Linked DNA regions of Mus musculus: region 2 is linked to region 1. A link is a contact called in public HiChIP or PLAC-seq data. All regions are on one chromosome and are shown on one strand. Each heading gives the region's core, a stretch centred on a gene start, on an enhancer-like site or on the middle of the called end of the contact. The rest is flanking DNA. Distances are from core to core; before and after follow the strand shown.

What was found. HiChIP or PLAC-seq counts read pairs in DNA pulled down with a chosen protein or histone mark.
Region 2: a FOXA1 HiChIP or PLAC-seq map of pancreatic cancer cells shows a contact between it and region 1. The contact joins two enhancer-like sites. A contact is called at or near these places in 1 of 15 datasets of contacts at CTCF or cohesin (the NIH/3T3 cell line) and 1 of 115 datasets of contacts at active chromatin or transcription factors (pancreatic cancer cells).

What each region holds. Positions count from the first base shown.
Region 1 is chr10:96,803,465-96,809,098 of GRCm38.p6, reverse strand. No RefSeq gene overlaps it. Among named protein-coding and RNA genes, the nearest start is that of Gm33897, 91 kb to the right of the region's middle. Within about 2 kb of position 2,323, at least 40 of the 459 cell types and tissues checked have an H3K27ac peak or open chromatin away from gene starts, as enhancers often do. A contact at or near this core is called in pancreatic cancer cells, where this site is marked.
Region 2 is chr10:97,245,000-97,250,633 of GRCm38.p6, reverse strand. No RefSeq gene overlaps it. Among named protein-coding and RNA genes, the nearest start is that of Gm34044, 12 kb to the right of the region's middle. Within about 2 kb of position 3,298, at least 19 of the 459 cell types and tissues checked have an H3K27ac peak or open chromatin away from gene starts, as enhancers often do. A contact at or near this core is called in pancreatic cancer cells, where this site is marked.

The sequences.
Region 1 (5,634 bases), core at 1,074-3,573:
AAATGTACCACATTTTTTGTATCCATTCCTCTGTTGAGGGGCATCTGGGTTCTTTCCAGCTTCTGGCTATCATATATAAGGCTGCTATGAACATAGTGGAGCATGTGTCCTTCTTACCAGTTGGAACATCTTCTGGATATATGCCCAGAAGAGGTATTGCGGGATCCTCCAGTAGTACTATGTCCAATTTTCTGAGGAACTGCCAGACTGATTTCCAGAGTGGTTGTACAAGCTTGCAATCCGACCAACAATGGAGGAGTGTTCCTCTTTCTCCACATCCTCGCCAGCATCTGCTGTCACCTGAATTTTTGATCTTAGCCATTCTGACTGGTGTGAGATGGAATCTCAAGGTTGTTTTGATTTGCATTTCCCTGATGATTAAGGATGTTGAACATTTTTTCAGGTGTGAAACTATCCCTTAATAGTTCTCATTGGATTTTTTGAGACAGGGTCTCACTGAACCTGGAACTCAGCCATTCATCTAGACTAGCTGGCTAGGAATTCCTACTCTACTCTGTCTGTCTCCCCAGCACTAAGATTGTGTGTGTGTGTGTGTGTGTGTGTGTGTGTGTGTGTGTGTGTGTGTGTGTGTGTGAATGCTCAGGTTTTGGATTTTATGTGGCTGACAGAGATTCAAAATTCAAAATTCAAGTCCTTACGTGCTCCCAATTTTGCCATGTTTAAAGCTTATTTTCACCTAAATATTTTTTCTCTTTGCTGTTCTTTGGCATGTTGGCATCCTTCGTGGTTCAAATCAGATGTTAGCTTCTTTCTGAAGCTCTTTGTGATCCCTTTACTGTAGACTGTTTTTCCTATACCTGGAGCACTTGCCTTCTATCACTTAAGACCCTGTGCTGTGGTTGAGTGTGTACATGTGTGTTCCTGTGTGCATCCTAAGCACCCTCCAAAAATCATGTTTTCCTGGACCTGCTTCTGTTTGCCACAGAGTTCTGTGAACCACATAATAAAGGGTACACTGAACTTTGCAATCAAATGTGTCAAAGAGCCAGTGCAGAGCGGAATATAATGTGCCACAGAAAAACAGTGAGAATGGACTTCAGACTTCATGCAGAGACGTACTAGAAGAAAGAGGAGGAAGAGAGAGGGAAAAGGACGCTGTTGGTTTCTAGCAGTGTGGACATAGAGACAACCCAAACACAAATGCATCTCAATGACTATGTCAAGTACCCAGCCACTAATAATTCCCAAGCAAAAACCCATTGGCAAAATTGAACAGGACCACCCATGAGCAGCTATGAAGCCCTTATCAAAAAACAATAAAAACTATAATATTATTCTCTTGATGAGAACACTCACAAGTAACACTAGAAAAATAGCTGGCATATATATATATATATATATATATATATAAAACCTTTCCCTCGACCTTTGTCTATGTCTGTCTATTTATACCAAACATGTGGAAGGCCAGTACCGTGCTTCTCTTCTCTTTGCTAAGGTAGACAATCTGGATTTATTTTGCATTTATCACCGTTAAACATTTTGGTTGAGCTTTACCCTAAAACCAATGTTATGATTCTCTTCACCTTGTCTGAGACTCAGCTCAGTCAGGAATGCAATCGGCTTCTTCCCCAGAAGCAAGGAGTTCTAAGGAGCAAGGTGAGACAGGAAGACAATCATGTTAAGAGGGTTTTTTTGTTTGTTTGTTTGTTTGTTTGTTTGTTTTAAATGTGCAGATTTTAATTTTGGTTGAACAACATAATGAAGTCTATTAAGATCTCAGCTTGTCTGTGAGACTTTTATTTCAATAGAGCCCTGTTGATTTGAAATCATACCTTTGTTTCAAAGGGCAAATTGTTCGAGTTATGTCGGCATTTTAAGGTTGTCTTTTTCTCCCCGATGGAAATATATTGTGTTTGACCAAAAGATGGTCTTCAATGACTAAAATAAAAAAATAACACAGAGAGGGTTGTTGCCGAGGTGCATTTACTTTAAACTATATGCAGTCTCTAAAGTACTTAGATGCATAAAGTTATTACCCCTATATTATTGCTATCTATCATCCCAACTGCTAATAAGATTCCTTAGATATGCTGAACTAAAGCGCTAAGCCATTGTTGAGGCTTTTCCTGTCATTCCACACTCAGCCACCTCTGGGGCGGGCTCCCTCCTTCTCGCCCCCCCCCCCCGCCCCCACTGCAGTTTCTTTCACTTGTGTAGACCCAGCGTTCACAGGAAAAAGAAGCCTAAGTGACAGCAAAGCCCAAGGCTTGGCTGATCAACCAAACAGGCCTGTGTGTCTTACTCCTGGGGAAGCCTATAACTATCAGAAACATTCTCCTCTCCTTAGTCATCTGTTAGTCAGGCCACGCTTGCCAGCCCCTTTCCTTCTCCTTTGGCACGAACATCTTCAGTTTCATCTTTGTCTGTGGTATATGTGGTGTAAAGTTGAAATGTATTTTGGACCTTGGTTACATTCTGCTTCACACACACTAAATCCATGTCTCCCTGTAACAGTTAAAATGAACACAGTTGCGACTGGAGAGATGGCTCAGCAGCTGACTACAGTTGTTACTTCTATAGAGGAGTGGAGTTTAGCACACAGTTCAGTTGATAAAACATTCTGTAACTCCCGCTCCAGGTGAGCATACATTCTCCTCTGGCTTCTAAGTCCTCATATATGCACACTTCACACATTCAGAGAGATACACGTGTACATAAATAAATAATAAACATCTTTTTTTTTAATTAACAGTTTTCATTTCTGGATCGATATAAATTGAACACTCTATTGATTCAAAAATTTGTGTATACTATTTCTTTTTAAATTTGTAATATTTATTGATTGATTTATTGACTGGTTTATTTATGTGATAGAGTAAGGCATGTCCCACAGCATATGTGTCAGTCAGAGAAAACCTCGTGGGAGTTCATTCTCTTGTTCTATTCTGTGGGTTACAGGGTTGAGCTTCTGTCCTCAGACCTAGCATCAAGCACCTTTATCCACTGGGACATCTCACTGGCCCCATTCTTGGTACTTTGAGAAAAGGTTTTCATCTGTATATTCTTCTATTTCCATTTAAATGCAAAATTTCCATTGTGTTTACGTAAGCAACTCAAATCATTGACATAGGAAGCAGTTCAGAGAGTATGGAAGTACGAATGAGGGATGTCTTCACAGATCACAATGTAATCTGTTCTATGCAGATGAACTCAACTTTTCACACCATCAGGATTTCATCACAAAAGATGGGCCTGCCTGAGATACTGCTCATGAAAAGTCAATAACTGCTTTTAAAACAAACATAATTCTGACTTTTGGGAAAAGCCCATCTATCTTTGTGGGCCTTTTTCTTCAAAGTAGCTTCTAATAATTGCAGATGAGTGTGTTTATTCCTTCAGTGAGGCACGTGTATTGCTTCTTAACATCTTCTAGGAGAAAGATTGGCAAGTTAGAGGAGATGAGTAGAATTATCTTCAAAATTTGTTTCATTTCTCATCTTTGTTTTTTGCTCTTTGAGTAATGCAAGTATGGAAAAAGTAGCATTTTGTATGTTAAAGCAGAGAGGATTTTAGAGCAGAAACCTAGCCCTGCTGTAAATTACAACACTTCAGGATTGCATGTTCCACATAATGAAGGACAAGAAAGGTTTTTTAATGAGTGTTCTAAAAGGGCATCACTCATAGCAATGACGGAGCTAGCCGTTTCATTACTGGTCTCATTAGTTCACATGAGTAATTTGAAGGATTATTCTCTGTTAATGTCAGAGAAGGAAACTGAGAGGCTTCGAAATGATACCAAGACACACAACATAAGGATTTTACCCTCTTGTTCCTGAGTGACCATTGGTTCATAAATCCAGCTAAGCCACCGAAAAAGTTTTCATCTAAGCTGAATACTCCATAAGACCACATACGAGAGATATTATTAAACTAAAAGACCTGATGTCTTAGGCCTCTTAATATATCTCCTCCCCGATTTTATGTTCCAGCTCCCAAGACTTTTGTATCCTATTTTGGGGTGCTGGAAATACCTTCAGCTTAGTGTCATATTTTTGCCTGAGTCCGATAATTTATTCCTAACTATACATGCTTCTCTCTGGTTGTTTAAAAAAATATTTTGATAAATGGATGTAGAAAAAAAAAAGAGAAACAGAAAAAGAATGTCTTATGTCTACAAGTAAGTCAAAGCTCTGAATCTCCCAGATGATACAGTGACTATCTGCTAGGGCACGCAGTGGTCTCATTTTATGGCTCCTCTCACAATTAGTTGTGTTCGGTGACTTCAGCACTATGTCAAACTATATGTCATGACAAAGATGGTTCAGAATTTACCGTGATTTGCTTCTAGAAGACAGTGTACCTTACAAATGAAAGAAAATGATCCTACATCATCAGAATGTAAAGAGAGCTGGCCAAGGGAAAAGCACTCTCCTAGCCCCTCGAGGGAATATTTGCTAAGCCCAGAATAACCAAACTAAAACCTTTTTTTTTTCCAAAGAGGTCAGAGTCCAGCGGAGAAATGGGAATGAATATAAATCATGATTATACAAAGCCTGGCTTATGTGGCAGAAACACTGTCTAAACAGTGATTCATTCTGACAGGGGTAGGGGTTGAGAAAAGCTTCCCAGAAGGAAGTAACATTGACTTTGGCCTCAGAGGATCAATTAAGCAGAGAAAAGAAAAAGACCCTGAAGGCTGGGATTGGCCCTTGGCAATAAAGATGCAGACTCTGGACGAAAAAAGTCGGACAGTATTTAAATGGCAAAACTTTATTTTTTTTTTAATATGGGTGAAACATGGCGATGTAGAGGCATGTGCCCAAATGAAAGGAAATGGTGAGACAAGACCCTGAGAGTCTGAGTAACTGATGGCAATAAAACTCTATTATTTAATAATAGATGCAGTAAGCCGGGAAAACCGGTTTCTTTGTGTTTAGCTAGGATGTTGCTGGTGATGGTATCTAAGCACCAGGAGGCTAACAGGAGGCTGCAGGCAAACCAGTGAGAACCCATTTGCAACTGTTTAGGGAAAAGCAAATGAGGAAAAAGCAAAAGCAGAGCCTGATTGTCTGAGAGACAGTGGGGAGAGGGGACATGAAATTGCTCAAGAAATTTGGAGGAGTCTTACCTATGAGATTTAATGATGGACCGAATAGAGGGAGGGAGGAAAAGGTCAACTACAAACTCTGAGAATGACCACAAGACATGAAAGTGGGTGGAGAGGCTAATCGTGAAAAAGACAGGATTAACAGAGATGGGAGGGGGGACAAGAGAGTGATTGAGATACAGATGATGAAAACATATGTACATGCATGGCTGGATCATAAAAAAACTCATTAATATATGCTAACAAACACTAGTATGCATAATGCAAGCATATTGTGGAAGAGTGACCTTCCCTAGTTTCCTGGTTGACTGGCTGGATCTGAGGTAGACATGTTCACCATTGTGACTTAAAAACTCCCTCAGTCTGTATGTCTCCACCACCTATCTTTAGATGTCCTAGCCCTCTAAAGCTTGAGAGAAGGCCTTTTGGAGTTAACAGAAACCACCTCTCCTGTGCACAGCATTCTATTCTTCCCTGTAGCTGCCAGGGGTGTTTTCGGCACCACACCCATCACAGCAGACCTGAAGAGCACTTGGCATTATCTGTTCAACTCTTCATCAGAA
Region 2 (5,634 bases), core at 2,049-4,548, 440 kb before region 1:
TGGAGGAAACTTAACATCCATGTCCGAGAGAGAGTAAAATCTAAAAGTTCAACCTCCTCTGCCAAGATGTGTTCCCTGATTAAAACATAAAGTTGGATTTCTTTTCTTCCGCATCGCCACTGGAGTCTCCATCTGAGGGAAAATGTATTATGATGCTTATCCCCAGTACCAGAAGGCTCCAGTGAATGGCAACATTGTGCAGTGAGCTTATTGAATTGCAAACCCAAAAATCAAGGCCTCCCCCAGATGCAAATCAGATGCATCCACAATGCTATTTCCTCAGGGGTGACAAAGGCTCCAGGGATTAAGATGTCCTGTCCCTGTAGTGGTACAAAGCTTTGCTGTCTTCTTCCTTGAAGCAGGTCACTTTGATGTACTAACTGGATAGACACAACACATATCCAAGGATAGTGAATGCAACTCTATTTCTGGGAAGAATTTATCCTAAATCTCTTTCCAAGGGATCAGAAACTAGACAGTCTCTGTCCTTTCCCTCACCCTATTTTGTGTGCCTGTATATTCCTGGCAATTCTTTCTATACTATTTGGAGATATGTTTATTGAAAAAAAAAAAAAAGACTGGTTCTGGTCACAGTAAGATGAAACTAACAAGCCAGCACATCTCCCTTGCTGGCTTCTACAGCTTAACATTACCTCATAGTATTGATTGTACAGATGTGGTGCAAGATTGTTATTACAGACAGAATACTGAACCACTGGTCACTGAACCAGTGACCCAAGCCATTTTGAATAAGGGCCAGATTTGAGTCTGGTATATTCTCTGAATGCTGTACATGAAGAAAAACACGTACTTTGTTTACATGTGTGTCTTCAATAGCTGGCTTCTGAGTCAGAGCTCTGATGTATGGCATCTATCAAAGATGGGGATATACCACCCACTGCGAAGTCTACATGAAGCCAAGTCTATTTCCTACAGAATTTTCCCTGACCTTTCTTTTCTCTTTTTCTTTCTTCTCTAATGTTCACCCCCACCCTGCTTCCTCCTTCCTTTTTTTCCCTCTCAACATTTTCTTCTTTATCCATATTTTCCCCTATCTTATTAGACTAAGGACTTTTTTGGAATATCATTGTATTTTATTCCTGTATCTTAGTATTCAGTGCCTGACTACAAAAGGCTTTCAATAAACACTTATTAAATAAACAACTCGTGCTGAATATCTAATGTTACTTGTGTATTCTCCCAGGAGTCTGCTCCAGGCCAATGCACAGCTGTTTTCTCCTTTGTCACTGTTACCAGCATCTCTATCACACTGGACATAATCATCATCATTACCATATTGATTGCTTACTCTCCAATCCGTAAGTGTCATAATTACTACATTATTTAATTCCATATGACCTCGTTAGTACCCTCATCTGTAAAATGGAAATCATGATAACACTTTTCCAACAAGCTTCCTGTAAGGATTGGAATGGAATGACAGGCAGAGAGTATGTGGTGTGTTGCTTGAATACTAAAAACTCTATACAAGCGACTTATTGATATAATCATACCTTTAAGCCTTATCTAACAGTTGAAAGATATAGGGCAGGGATGGCAAGTCATTGGCTGAAAATCTCTCATCTGATAAGTGTCAGACACTGGAAACAAAACCTTAATTTTAACTTTATAAATCAAGCAATGCCGGTGTCATCTTTCCATGACCAGAGTCTAAAGCTTGAAGGCTAGTAGTACTACGTCAAAACCAGGACAGGGTAAAAGATCAGGAAAGGTCTCCCCTCATAAACAAGGAAAGAAGCAGAACAAAATTCAATACTAACAAAGGAGTTTACCTTAACCAAGAAACCCCAGGCTGGGAGAAAAGTGCACCAACGGGTATATCCGAAATTTACCCATGACCTCACTCTTCCTGCTAGAGATTATCCCATCTTATGATTTTGTACTTTGAAATCAAACATAAACCCTTGAAGAGTTGGTAAATAGAATTTCAATGGGAGTGTCTAAATGACGGAATGCGTTCAGAAACAGAAAATAGCCCACCTGTGTCCTTGGGTTTCTTATCTTCTTTCCTGCTTGTTGGCCTCTGATTGGCTTAAACATTTTCTTTTTTGCTGTGGGGGTCAAGTTATAAAGATGATTATAAGGTCAATGGAATCTGGAGGATTTAAGTAAGTAAGCACTTACAGGAAGAACCAGGAATTGGCATTTAAAATATAATTGAAAAAAAAAAAACTTCCAGTTAAAATGAAAGTTTACAAAAAAAAAAAAAAAAGAAGAAGAATAGAAATGATTCAACCAGCTTCCTGGCAGGAAGTACTTAAAGTATACTGCATGTCCATAAAGCATGCTACAAAGACCCCATTCTGCTGAGTCTCATACCATTGCTATTGGGTCACATCATTTTATAGACAATTGCAAAATATATTCAGCCCATAGATGATATAGATGATGTATAATGTCCCATGTGTGTGCATGTATGAATGTTGGTGCACATATCCATGCAGGCATATGGAGGCTAGCAGTGAAGGTCAGCGGTGTGCTTAGGCCACTCTGCTCTCTATCCTATTTTGAGACATTTCTTGGGAAATCTAGTGCTAACCGATTGCCTAGACTTACTTGCTGAGCAGTAAGCTCAAGGAAGCCTCCTGACTCTGTGCCCACTGTGGTTGAGCTGGAGGCACACACACCTTTTTTTTTAGTGAGGCCATACACACGTTACTTATGTGGATACTAAGTTTCCACACTCAGGAGATTGTTTTGCAGATAAAGTCTCATCTATCCTGTTCTGGCACATGCTTTCTTAGCATTTCCATTTTTGTTTGTTTATTTGTTTGTTTGTTTGTTTGTTTGTTTGTTTGTTTGAGACAGGGTTTTTCTATATAGCCCTTGCTGTCCTGGAACTTATTCTGTAGACCAGGCTGGCCTCAAACTCAAAAATTAGCCTGACTCTACCTCTTACATGCCAGGATTAAAGGTGTGTGCCACCACTGCCTGGCCAGCATTTACATTTCTAAGCATCAAATTCTTCCAAGCCTTTCCAGATTTATTTAAACATAAATCGTGATAAAATTGGTCTTGTCTCAGAATAGGAAAGAAATAGAGCAGGCACAAACATGTCACTACTTAAATTAATAAGGCCCATGTCTGCTGTTATATAATTGCAGATATTCTGTAGGAACATCCGTTACAGTCAGCTTTCAGTTCTAGAGAGACCGATGATTTGAAATGCTATGTGTTTTTAATGAGTCATTTCTTTTACATTGTGACTTTGAACAGATATTTCCTGTCTTTCCCATTTTGCACTCTGACACAGTCATCTTTGTTTCATATGACTGCTCATAGTTGCAGGGATCGAGCTGTGTGCGTATGTGTACATGTGTACTTGTGGGTGTGGGTGCCTTCAGTCTTTTGTGTGTGTGTGTGTGTGTGTGTGTGTGTGTGTGTGTGTGTTTGTGCACACACGTGCTTGCACTGTGTTGCTGGAGCCAGAATAAGAGGTCATGTATCTTCCCTTATGTCTCTCTGCCTTATTGCCTTGAGATACACTCCACTGGCGACCCAGATGACCACCTTTGGGCTAGGCTGGCTGGCCAGAGAACTGCCTGGATTAGCCTATCTTCATCCACAAATGCTGGGGTTACAGGTATATGTAGTCATGCCCAGCTTTTGATGTGGATTCTAGGAATTTCCACTGAGGTTCTCATGTTTCTTATGTACTGAGCCATCTCCCATAACCCTGAAGGATATATTTAAGAGTATTTCATAAATTGAATAGGAGTATGATATTTGTTACCGCTGCTTTTAGTCTAGCATCTTTTGAGCGACAGCCGAACCAGCACTCAGAGTTAAATTGCATTGCATTCACTGTTGGAAGATGTTGAGTTTTCCAGGTAGTGCTTGATGTAAATAAATGGGGGAAACCTGTTTGTGTAAGATTTTGGCAAACATTTGACACTAATCGGCTTCAGCTTAATATCTCCCAATGAATCTTCATTACCTTATAAACAGCCTTTGAGAAACAACATAAAATCCCCTTTCATATTACTGTGCCCAGCTCTCCTCAACTACATAATGAGAACATATTAGACCTGGTGATAGGATTTCCGAGAGGTTGAGATGAATATACTCTAAGAACACGGTCTCTGGATCGTGTTGTGCACTGTGTTTGTTACAGATGATTAATGCCGACCTTAGTCAATACTCAGAAAACCTCATGTGCATCCCAGCGCACATTCCCCAACCTCCTTCAGTCTTGGTTGATCCCTGTCCTCTCCCTGCAGAATTCAGCTTTTCCCACCCAGCTTCAGATTGCTTTCCTCAAAGACAGTGCTATCCTGCGTGCTGAGCACAGCCATTGTCACACCCACCTCTAGCTGGAGAAGGAAGTTCTTCCTGGGATGCTAAGTATCACGTGTTGTAACAGTCTGTCTAGTGCAATATGTCAGTTTTGAAAGCTCTTTGAAGACTGGACCATGTCAGCTTCAACAAGTCTTGGCTGTCCAAATTTGATGTTTGGTGAATAATGGGAACTCATGCAAATTTTCAGCAAATGGACAGACTAAATAAGAATACCTGCATAAATAGAACATTTGATCAAGATGGACACAACAAAAGTTGTATTCTTACCTGGTTTAATTTCTTGAATCAAAGTTTCAAAGCAATGGCTTCCAATGAACTGACTTGGTAAGGATTCAATGAAGACTTTCAAAAAGTACAAATATAAAGCTTTCTAAAACAGATTCCTAGGCTGTGGTCCAGTGATCGTGGGTTAGAGCTTTGGGTAACAGCTACTTAAAACAGACTCCTTGTGGTTTTTCTGGCACAGCTAGTAACCTATGCTCTAAAGCAAGCTTGTCTTTTATGATGGGGTGGGTTCTACATTTTCACCCCAGCAGTTAGTGACACTTGACTCTTTAGAAGAGGCTTCTAAGTGATCTATTATTTCAGTTTAAATCCAGAGCACTCGCTCCTTCAATGATTCGGGGAAGCTATGTAAATTTATTCTGAGATATTCCTATTTAAAAATTCTACCAGTTTAAAAGATTTTTTTCCCTTTTCTTCCTAACAATTGCCATTTTATTTTCCCTACCCCAGGCCCTTAAAATAAGTATAAAAGATTTCCATATTTAAAATGTGCCCTTTCTATGAACCACACCAAAGTAAAAAGACCAAGTGTGTGTAGGTGATTTCTTTCAGTGGAATTGCTTTCTTTTTATGTGAATAAACGTGGTCTCGCATGCCTACTTTCCTGACTCGTCCGTATAACATAGGCAATGGTGTCAACACTCAGCTGCCTTAAATGAATGCCAGTCACTAAGGAGCACATAATAAACATTGCTGTGTTCAATAACCACCTTATAAATGTTTCTCTGCTCACTGTGCATATTAAAACAGCCCCCTTCCCACTCTCAAAGATGCCATGTGTTGAAAAGAAGATAAATACTAAGTATTTGTTATGAATGCTGGCAAATGATAACACATTACATAGACAGCTATAAGGAAAATCCAATGAAAAGATCATTTCACATCAAGGTCTTTCCATCTTCATTGTGCCCCAACCCTCATTCTGAAAGAAAAAAGAAAAACAACCTCTGGGTGGTGAAGGAAAAACATCACAGTTGAAATGCAGTTAGAAAACTAATTTGGTGGGCATGGGAGAAGATGAGGGCATTC